2 separate regions of the Bos taurus genome follow, and region 2 is linked to region 1. A link is a contact called in public Hi-C data. All regions are on one chromosome and are shown on one strand. The core of a region is the stretch at or near the end of the contact, and the rest is flanking DNA. Distances in the headings are between cores, read along the strand shown. Region 1 overlaps ABHD12 (abhydrolase domain containing 12, lysophospholipase). Region 2 holds the start of ABHD12 (abhydrolase domain containing 12, lysophospholipase).

The links. Hi-C and Micro-C count contacts between places; a contact is called where the count stands out from the background.
Region 2: a Hi-C map of an unstated tissue shows a contact between it and region 1, with 2.1 times the contacts expected there. The contact joins the promoter of ABHD12 here to the enhancer-like site in region 1. A contact is called at or near these places in 2 of 11 Hi-C or Micro-C datasets (blastocyst and an unstated tissue).

Annotation. Positions count from the first base shown.
Region 1 is chr13:42,818,428-42,824,153 of ARS-UCD2.0, forward strand. It overlaps ABHD12 (abhydrolase domain containing 12, lysophospholipase), which reads right to left. Exons shown (of 13, transcript NM_001078116.1): 5 at 5,047-5,077; 6 at 3,652-3,697; 7 at 1,389-1,518; 8 at 539-576; 9 at 13-92. Among named protein-coding and RNA genes, the nearest start is that of TRNAC-ACA, 22 kb to the right of the region's middle. Within about 2 kb of position 2,059, at least 47 of the 102 cell types and tissues checked have an H3K27ac peak or open chromatin away from gene starts, as enhancers often do.
Region 2 is chr13:42,863,224-42,868,949 of ARS-UCD2.0, forward strand. ABHD12 (abhydrolase domain containing 12, lysophospholipase) reads right to left here and starts at 3,569. Exons shown (of 13, transcript NM_001078116.1): 1 at 3,292-3,569. The coding sequence starts at 3,482.

The sequences.
Region 1 (5,726 bases), core at 809-3,308:
CTCTGTACTTGCCACTGAGAACGGATGGCTCTTGGCTTCTTCACGGATATTAGTGAATGGAGATTCCAAGATGAGGGCATCTGGAGGAGTCTCTAGATAAATAAGACCAACAGGGAGCTGGGAGGTGAGCAATAAGCCCCAGTGGGACACTCCTCACGCCACCACCCCCTTGACAGGACCATGGACCCCAGGTGCCCACCTGGCTGGCCCTGCCCCTCAGGTCCTCCCCTGGGGTCATGTGAGGGAAGTAGTCTCAAGGGGACCCTGAGAACCATGTCTGCCGAGGCTGCCTGTTTGGAGCCCAGCCCCTGTCAAGGCACCGCCAGTTGCCAGAGAATCTGGGGAACAGGGTTGGGCCCTCGGGGGTTTGCTCAGGCCCCCATTTCAACGCCCAGCTCTTGTCTCACCACCCCGCTCATCCACCACCACCCACTTCACAAGAAACTGGCAGGGCCTGGAGCACAGCCGGTGCCTGAAGAGCCCTCCTGCATGGGAGCCGGGCCATACCTGTGGCGTAGGACCCCACGCAAATGCCTACCTCGCTCACAGAGGCGCCGCACCAGGTTTGTGGCCACTCTGGAAAGAGGGAAAAGTTCAGTTGGATCATGACAAAAACTTGCAGACGAGACTGTTCCTGGGGAAGCTAGGACTATCGCGGTGACGGGTGGGGTTTTGGGTGGGGTTGCACAGGGGCCCAGCAGCCAGCCCCTCCAACAGGGACTCTGTGATGGGACCTCCACGATCCCAAGGCACATGCTGCGCCTCACCTGGAAGGGCCCTTGTGGGCTGCAGAGCAACGCCCCAGCTCACACCCGGTCCTACAGACACAGATGGGAGGGGCCCCTGAAGGGGGCAGCACCTGGACTCTGCCCGGCCTAGGCCTCCTGCCTTGCTAGGACCAAGCTGGGCAGGTCCAGGCAGACACCCAGGGTGGGAAGGCCTGCTCCCCTCTGGCCAGGGCTCACTCTCACCCAGGAGGGCCAGTCCCAGACACTGCCCAGCCTGCAGACAATGTGTCCAAAGGAAAAGCAGCAGGAAAATGGAGGTGCTGAAGATCTGGGGCGCCTTTACACCGGCCACATGGAACATCAGAGCGCTTCCTCTTTCAGCAGATGGAACAAGGGAACCCCAACTGCTGCCTCCCCAAGTTTTTAAGTAATGACACCACGTGTGAGGCAAAAGGCCTGTGCTCCTGGATGCGCTGCATAGCACAGCCACGCTCAGCGAGGCCTGGGGAGCCCAAGTGCCCTGCACTGTGGGGCTCCATCCCCGGCCCCCACCAGGGCAGTAATGGAGGCTCTAGGACGCTGGGGGCCCCTCAGGCAGCCTGGGCTGCAGAGTCACCCGTGAAGACCTGCTCCCACAAACGCCATGCTGGGAACTCTCACCCGGTGCCAAGAGAATGGCCCCAAATATACACAGGGTTGTCTCCACTTCGCACTTTGATCCAGTCAAAAACATGGAGTGCATCATACGTCATGCCCCGCTCCGACGGCGTTCCTACTGAGTCACCCCAACCTGGGAAAGCAGCATCAAAGAGGACATCACGGGACTGCAAGGGGCAAGCCCCGCTCCGCCCCCGTCTCAGCAGAAGGCCCAGGCCATCTGGGGCCTCAAGTCTTGGCCAGGCCAGCTTGTATTCTCCCAACTCCTCAGCTGTCGCAATCTCTGAACCCAACCACCACCCTCACCTGAGTCTCAAAGAGCAGAAGCAGACAGGGTGGTCGGACCAGCAGACCCCTGGCACTGGCACCTGGGGCTTGGCCAGGCTCAGCTATTGATAGTCCAGCCCGCCCCAGCCTTGAGCCCAGCCCCGGCTCTGTGGCCCAGCTGTGAAGAGGCTTCAGGATGAGCAGATTCCAGGCTCAAGGCAACGCTGACCCACAAAGGAAGGGGCTCCTAGCATCCTGTTTGCATTACAGAGGAAAGCCAACTAAACTCTGACCTCCCACAGGTCCTTCCCTCCAGATTCTGGAAAAGTCAAATGTGACTGTCCTTTCCAGCAGCTCAGCAGTGAGTCATCATCAAATGATCTGAAAATACCACAAGGCTCATAGAGAGCAAGTCCTGCAACACAAGCAAAACCTAGAGGCAGGGGCACCACAGGCCACCTCCCCGGGGCGTCCCAGACCCAGATTAGCGGAAGAAGCCAGGGCCAGGAACAAGGCCAGAGGGCGGGCTCAGGGCACCAGCGAGGGCAGGGACAGAGACAGGGAGAAACACAAGAGAGACGGAGACGGGGAGACAAATGAGAGAACGAGACGGGGACAAGGAGCCACAGGCAGAACTTTGGTCTCTTGTACAGCTTAGAAAGGAAGAGACTCAACAGGAAGTGAAAAGAGGAAGTGTTAGATGGGATCTTATTTCTGTTAGAAGCACAGGAAGGTGAATAAGGGAGAGGGCTGCCCCCTCACTGCCCTGAGGTTCCAGCTGCAGGGGCAGGAGGGAAAGATGAGCCTCCTTTCGGAGTTTCTTCAACCCAGCACCTTCCTCCTAACAGAACACTCTTTCACAAAAGAACCAACCTGCACCCTAGGCTGGTGGAATAATGGCACTCAAAGACGTGCACGTCCACACCTGGAAACCCGTACCTCTGGAACCTCACACGGCAAGGGCAGTGAAGGGTGCAGAAGGAAAGAGGCTGCCAAGCAGGGGACCCCGAGACAGGACAGTGTCCTGGTCAGCATGAGCCTCAGGCAATCCCGGGTCTTTATGAGCAGAAGGGACAGAGTCAGGGCCAGAGTAATGCAGACGCGAGGGGCCACAGGCAAGGAACCAGCGTGGCCTGGAGAAGCTGCAAGAGGCTAGGAACCTGACTCTCCTGGAGCCTCCATCGTGTCCACACCTTGACTCATCCCAGTGACTAAAGACTTGGAACCTTGACCACCAGTGCTTCAAGATAGTTCATCCGTGCTGTTCTGAGACATTACATTTGTGGCCAGTGCTTCAAGACAGTTCATCCGTGCTGTTCTGAGACATTACATTTGTGGCCAGTGCTTCAAGATAGCTCATCCGTGCTGTTCTGAGACATTACATTTGTGGCAGCCATGGCAGCATCAAGAGGAGACTCTCCCAACGTGCACACCCAGGCGATGCCAACAGCTGCTGGTTCTGTGGGTGTGAAGCCCCGCCTCCCCCCAGCCAGGGTGAGCTGGACAAGAGGCCTCAGCCCTACGTCCTGTCCAGGCGAGGGCTGTCTGAGGCACACATCGCCGCCACTCTGCTCCCCGCTGACACAAAGCATCTTCCTCACGCAGCAAACTGCGGGAGGCAAGGAGAAACACAGAGGGACGAGAAGAGGAGTCCCTCTTTCCTGTCTCCGTAACTTCAACAAGACAAGCTCTGCTGAGCACGAAACAGGCCCAATACCCAGCTGTGGGGAAAGTCTGAGTCCCACAAAGAGGAGACAGCACCTTTGACACGTGAAAGCGGCCGGCAGAGGGTGTGTGCCGGGGTTCCAGGCGCCCATGCCTACTATCTAGGGGAGGATGCACGAAGGACTCACAGCCAAGAACCTGGACCCTCCACTACCTCCACACACTGACAATCTCACAAGGACCACAGGTCACGGCAGAGCCACCAGCATTTCAGAGTCACACATGGCCACCCCACACCAACCTCAAACAGGCGGGGTGAGCAAGGAACCCTCACCTCTGTAGTCAAAGGTGACCACGTGGTAGCCGAGGGAACTCAGCACCTGGAAGTGAAAAGCAAAAACTGAACAATGCGGCTCTGACTAACCCACCCGCCTCGCTCGAGGGAACTCAGTGAAGGCCATCACCTCACTGCCCCATCCTGCCACTGTGGGACACTCAGGAAGGCGGAGGCCAGCCTGAGCAGCACCTGTGCCCTCTGAGGTGCTTGCAGGCTGATGGCTGTCCAGGGGTTGCCAGGGGTTCTGACCACCCAGAGACCCAGGAGGAAGGACCCTGCAGTGTGGACTCCACACCTGGTGACCTTTAATGCAACCCAGCACTGTTCAGATTTAAGCTTCCATTGAATTTTTCTCACTTAGAAGAAAAAAGTCTCTCAGGATTAGGTGACTGCTTGCATGAAGTCACTATTCACTGTCCCACCCAAGCCCTGGCTGGGTGTGCTCAGAGCCACGAGGAAGCTGCCACAGACACCAGTGTCACCAACCTGAGGTGCGCTCCCGTCCCCGAGAAGAGAGCTTGGCCAGGGACTCCCAGCCCCCACAGGACCTGCACCCTCTGGAGCCATAGCTGTTCAGTCACCCACCCCACCCCCGCCTGGATCCAAGTCGCTCCAGGGAACCAGCCCTCCAACAGCCCAGAGCTGTCCACAGGGTGCTGGACAGACAGCAGTGCCCACATGTCTGACTTGTTCCTCCGGCCCTGTTCCCAAACACAGATCCACCCGAGAGGAGGGCGACAGGTGTGGTGGCCCCAGACGCTGCATCAGCAGCACGTGTCAGCTCGAAGACCCACACACCCTCTGATGACAGCCACATGGCGGAGAGGGTTTGCATCTCCCCTGGGATCCCGCACCCAGACACCTGCTTCCACCACATTGGCTGGGAACCTGCATCAATGGTGCCCTGCGCTTGGTGGACACGAGAAACCCCAGTGCTGGCAGAACTCCTGAGCCACAGCCCAGAGGACAGTGTAGCTCTCGGGCCCCTCAGTGTTCTCCCGTCATTTCCTATGTGAGTAAGTAACTTTACAAACAATTGCAAATCACTTTACGTTAACTTGTTAATTTCTGGCATAGGAGCCACAAAGTCCATTCATCCTGATCTTGGAAACTATCCCCAGAGGCAGCAAAATGGGAAACACTCCATGAGGAGATGTCCGTAAAAGGCAAGATGAAAAAGACCGACAACGATTAAGTCAGATTATTAGGGGGAACTCCGTTCTGTTCATGACTCCTGGAAAGAACAGCCAGAGGCAGTAGGCGAGCAACGCTCTCTGTCCACACAGTGAGGGTGGGCACTGCCCCGTCCATCTGTCCACTGCATGGCCTCTGCTGTGTGCCATAGCTAAGGGCACTGCTCTCCATCAGACGCCGTGAGCCGACCTCACCTACCTTGTAAAGCTCCACCCGGTGGTCGCCGCCTCTAGATCGTCAGGGAAAGGAAACAAGAACAGCTGTTAGTGCATCTTCTCAGAAAGGAGGCCCGGGATGAACACTACAGCATCCGGGCACTTAGAGCCTGGTCCCCAAATCCATGTGGGAGGGTGACGGACAGGTCACCTCCTCCTCTGGGCACCTATGTGGCTCCCCGCTGGTCTCCACAGTGTGGTGCCAGGCAAGGGACCATCTGAGCACCGTGGGGATGTTTCTTAATTATTACCTCATCTCTGGTTTGACTAAGGTGGCAGAACCTAGGAAACACAAAGGCCCCTCGACTCCCCAGTGTCCAGGACCACAGGTGAACAGAAGGGACGCCCATCCTCGCTGGCACATACACCACGGGGACAGGCCACAGGCACCTCCTGCCTCAACCTCCTCAGCCACAGAGCCACCGCCAACCTTCAGGGTGCTCCTCCGTGGCTGTTCACACCCCCACCACCTGGTCATCTGGCTCTTCCCCACCTGCTCCGGACAGTCTGCTGCTGTGCCTCCTACCATGCCATCCTTCCACACACATGTGCCCGTGGGAAGACGCTGGGTCAGAGCCGCCATCGTGATCCAACAGCTGCAGAGAACCTCCCAGGCCCTCACCGGCCGCCTCATGCCCACCCCTCTCCGGGCGAGGCCTGTCT
Region 2 (5,726 bases), core at 2,319-4,818, 46 kb after region 1:
ACTGAGCCCAGAACGAGACTGCAAATCTAAGAAACTATGACAGTTATAAAAATGCTGTATTCTAAAAAAGCACCATGCTCAGGAAGTTTTACAGGTGAATTCTACCAAAATTTAAAGAAAGAAATCATTTCAAAAGTACAATATTTAAACTGGCTAATGAAGAGAAAGAGATAACTTTTAATAAAGCTATAAAAAACACTAAAACCACTTGGTAAAGATGGCATTAAAAAAAGAAAATTACAAACTAGTCATACAAATAACGGTACAAAACTCCCTAGTAAAATATTAATAAATAGAATCTGTCTACACAATAAGAGTTATTATTGATGATTCAATAATATAAAATGATGACTCAATAATATGAAATCTATTACTACAACTCAGTATATTAACGGGTCAAGAGACAAAATTCATATGATCATTTCACAGATGCTAAAACAGCATTTAATATAATTCAACAACCATTTTTGATCTTGAAAAAAAAAGACAAAACAGCAGCAACACACCCCGTAGTAAAATAACTAACGTGGCGTAAACACTAAAAGAATTCTCCTTAAAGTCAGGAATAAGATAAGGATACTCAGTATCACCCCTATTATTCAACCTTGTTCTGGAAATACACTGTAATCAAAAAAGAGAAACAAAAGACATAAAAAGTAGAAAACAAAATGATTATTAATATTTGCAGCCAATATGATAGCATACCTGGAAAATTCAGGAACTGCAAAAACTACTTGAAACTAAGATTATGTAAGTTGCTAGATACAGAATTAATAACTACAACTAATAATGTATAATATAAGAAAATAACAAGAGATTAACTAGGAATACACTTAAGAAATGTGCAGGATTTTAAAACTGACTTAAAAAAACATTTCTAAGACAAGGAAATGTATATGTAGACTCATGCTCAGTTGCTCAGTCGTGTCTGACTCTTTGCAACCCCATGGACTGTAGCTTGCCAGGCTCCTTTTGTCCATGGAATTTTCTAGGCAGGAATACTGGAGCGGGTTGCCATTTCCTACTCCAGGGGATCCTCCCCACCCACATCTCTTTGTTTGCTTCATTGGCAGGCAGATTCTTTACCACTGCACCACCTGGGAAGCCCAGATAGGATACTAAATAATATTAAATTAATTACAAATAATAAATTGCTAGTTTTGATACAATTCAATAATAGTAATGGGGTTGTATATATTTCAAAATCCTTATTTGTTCAAGATATGCTGTGAAAATATTTATGGACGAAATCAGTTGTTTTAGAACAGTCTAGTCTCCCCACCATATCAAAAATGGAGGAGAGGAGGAACAGATGATTCAAGACTGGCAAAACATGGAAAACCACTGAAATGAAGGGACGGGCTCATGGAGGTTCATTATGCTGACTCCTCTACTTCTGTCTATTGAAAATGTGCACAACAGAAAGTTAAAAGAAATGTGCAAGGGGACTCAAACAAAGATGGTTCAAGACGGAAATAATTCCAAAGATGTATAATAGGCTTACAAAAACATACAAAAACTGCCACCTAACCACTAAGAAAGGCAAATTAAAGTTACAAATCAGATGTCAATTTTCAGCAACCAAGTAGAAAAAGATCAAAATATCTGGTAATATTCAATATTTGGGTGAGGAGACTGACATTAGTGGAGGGTGTACCAGTCGTACAAGTTCTTGGGAGGGCACTTTCAGTCATCAGCATACACCCCTTGGCTTAGCAGTTCCACTTCTAGGAATCTATTCTGGATATTCATTCAACAAAATATTTTCTCCCACCTAAGATGTGCCTCTGAAGACAGAGGCCCCAAGAACAATGTCCCTGCTCTCACAGGGCTTCCCTTCTCCTGTGGGAGACTATGCCCAAAGCCAGTCAAGTGAGCAGGCAATTAAGGGGGATGAAGAAACAAGTAAGCAGAAAGGGGCCAGTGGGGGCCAATGGCTATTTTGGATGTGCTAGTTTGAGAAAGCCTCTCTGAAGAGGTGACAGCTGAGCAGAGACCAGGCTGAAGGAGAAAACTCAGGAGGAGAAAATCCAGGAGAACATTTCAGGCAACAGGGAAGGAACCATGGGGTAACTCACAAATTTGCCCTTCCTGCCCTCTGCTTTTCTTTTTATTCCCGTAACAGCCTTTTGTTTATTCAAAGGAAGTGGCACCACTAGAATGTCTCTCTTTGTCCTCAACTCAAAAATAAAAATAATCAGACTCTTTTAATACAGTAGATCTTTCAAGGGCGATTGCTTCCCCAAACATTACTGTGCATCACAATTTGTCTTCTTCAAAGGAAGAGCTTACAACCTAAGTGTTATGTCAAATCTGTTAATAAAAGTGCATTAAAGCCAACTGTGCGTTTTTAATGCAGATAAACCTTTCCACAAAACAGATTATCTTCACAAGAGATGCTGGTCAGTTGCTAGATAATTTTACACAAAAACAAAAATTCTGTCGATCCTTGGACTTCCAGCAGGAAGGGGAACCACTGACTGAGGTGAGATGTGTATATAGTTTAACTTTTGCGATCTAAGTTAACATTTTTTAGGGGCTCTTTGGATAAATATTTTACTCCAGAGGCCTGTGTCAATTAAGGGCATTCCAGGGGATCCCAAAAGCAGTGACTCTTGCTACAACATCTGAGAACATTACATACTAACTTTTTCAGTCACCAAGAAACATCAAGACTTCAAAACTGTCATGAGTGATAAGTTTCACCAACAGCCAGATAATAGACACCAGCCTAGAGGAGGGTCCAGCCGGCGTGAAAAACACTCCTCTCTCAACTGCGAGATGAATTCAACGTCAACGAGTTCATCTCCCCAAAGGGAAGCCGAAGACATGTTCCAGACCGGACAGCGCTTCCCAAGGGGTCGACTCGGGTGGACGCGTTCCACACATCAGAGGCCAATGGCTCGCGATCGCCGGGTCGAGGGCACAGCGCCCCACGACCCCGCCGAGCCCTCAACCTCCCCGAGAAGGCGGCGCACCCCCGCGACTGCACACTGCGGACCCTCCACCGTCCCCAGGGGCCCCGCGGGCGCCGGTGAGCTGCCCACCCCGCGGGAGGGATGCTGGGTACACGCCGCGCGCGCGCTCCCCGGCCCCCCCGCCCTCCACCACCGGGCATCCAGGGGCTCCCCCATCCTCGTAGGGAGGCGCTCTCCAGCCAGGCGCCGGGGGGTGGCCCGCAGGCCCGCTCGGGGAGGCACTCAAGGATGGGCCGGCTCAAAGAGGCCGGCGGGGCGCGGGGCGGTCAGCTCCGAAGGGGCGCGGGCCCCAGCCGCCCCCACCGCCCCTCACCTGCCCAGCGCCCGCTTCATGCCCGCGTCCGCGGCGCAGCGCGGCTCGGCCGGCCCAGGGCCCGCTAGGCACAGGTTCTGCTTCAGGCGGCAGTCGGCGTCCAGCGCCGCGGCGGCCGGGCCGGCGGAGGGCGAGCCCGAGGCGGTACGGCGTTCATGCTCCAGGGCGACGGGCTCGGTCCGCTTCCTCATTCCGTGGCCAGCACGGCCAGTCTCGCCCGCGCCGCCCGCCGCCGCCGAGGGGAGCCGCCGCCGCCGCGAGCCCGCCGCCCTGACGTCCCTGCCGGCCGGCGGGCCCGCCCAGAGCCGGTCAGAGTTGGCCAATGAGCGTCGGGAGGCGGCCAACCCGCCGCGCCCTCCCAGGCCCGCCCCTTCCCGGGGCCCGCAGCCATCTTAGAGACGGGCAGACGACGCCGTGGCGGGCGTCACCGTCCGGGCGTGACGTCGCGGCGGGGCGGCGGAGCTGCGCTGCGTAGGGGTCGAGCTAGGTCCGAGCCGGGGTCCCAGGCTTCCCGCCCAGTTTAGCTGCCCGAAACTGCCCCTCCGCTCCCGTCCCAGGCTCTCTGACTTCCCTCAAGAGTGGAACCCCCGAAAGGGTCTTTTAAGGGTTTACACAACGAAAAGAGAAGGGTGACATCACAAGTCTGTCCTAATAATGATTTACAACTATTAAATTTTCCCACAAGGCCTTTAAAAAATAGGCGATCAGGTAGGTTTGTTTTTAATTTGAAACACACATGTAAATATATTTTTCTTTTGGGCCAAATATGAAAACTGACCTGCTAAAAAATCAGTTTTAGATTTTTTATAAAGCAATTAGAACTAGTCGATGAGGGAAGAATCCATTCACAAATTCCCAGTTGTGAAACACAAAGTAACAATTCAACGGATCCTAAAAACACAAAAGAAAGTTTTATCTATTAGTTTTATAACTTTGGTTCTCTTTAATATGACATTATTTTTGTACAAATGAGCTACAACCAAGAGATTTGCCTATTTGTTACAGAGTAACTTGTAATTTCAAAATTTGTGCTAGTGAAAACTACTAGCAACTGATGATTTAAAATTAATTAGAAATGTCTTTATAAATTCAATAGCTCCTTATATTGGCTTCCAAATGACACTTAGAAACTGCAAAAGAATTTCACTGACCATAATACTAAATATCACAACCAGCATTCATATTTGTCCAAACATACTTTTGGTGAATTCTTTAAAATAATGTAGAAGCATATACTGATATATTGGGAATCCAGAAACTAAAGTGTAAAACAATTTTTACTCCATCACTCACTAAATTATTTTCAATCAGATCAGATCAGATCAGTCGATCAGTCGTGTCCGACTCTTTGTGACCCCATGAATCACAGCACGCCAGGCCTCCCTGTCCATCACCAACTCCCGGAGTTCACTGAGACTCAGGTCCATCGAGTCAGCGATGCCATCCAGCCATCTCTGTCGTCCCCTTCTCCTCTTGCCCCCAATCCCTCCCAGCATCAGAGTCTTTTCCAATGAGTCAACTCTTTGCATGAGGTGGCCAAAGTACTGGAGTTTCAGCTTCAGCATCATTCCTTCCAAAGAAATCCCAGGGCTGATCTCCTTCAGAACAGACTGACAAAAAAGCTAGGAAGGGAGGACTAGAAAAATAATAAAATAAAATAGAAGAATGAAGAAAAAAAGAAAAAAGAAAAATAGAGTAAGGGTTACTGAGTCTTTCTTGATGGTATCAGGCAAAGCCCATCTAGTCCTCAACTCTTGGTTCACACTCCAAGTAATCTTTTCCAGGCTCTGATCTTATCCAGTGTCACCCCACAATAGTGACACCTACACTAGTATTTCTAGTCCACACCTCTTCCTTGAACCCATGCTCCTTGTCTCACTCATTCACTCTGATATCCTATAGGCACTTAAAATTATGTTCAAAGCTGAGCTCTCGACTCTTCTCCCACCCCAACTCCGTCCATAACCTTTCTCACCTCCAGGATGCTAAGTCCCTGATGCTTGCAGTTTCTCAGGCCAAAACCTTGGGATTCTACTTGATTCCTCCCTGCTCATGACATAGTAGGTCCATCACCAAGCCTGTTCAGCTCTCCTTTCAAAATCTATCCAGGGTAGACCATTTCTCACTACTTCTACCATGGGCCAAATTGCCATCATACCTCACTTGGATTATTTATTTTTTCATTTTTTGCTGGGCTACATGGCATGCAGCATCCTAGTTCTCTGACCAGGGATCAAACCTATGTCCCCTGCAGTGGAAACACGGAATCTTAACCACTGAACCGCTAGGAAATTCCCTACTTTTGGAGGGGGGTGGATTATTTTAATAGCCTAAGTGGGTCTCTTGCCTCACTTGTGTCTACTTAATTCAGTGGCCACAAAGCTCTTTTAAAAACTCTAGATTCAGTCCTGTCAAAATACTTCAATGGCTCCCCA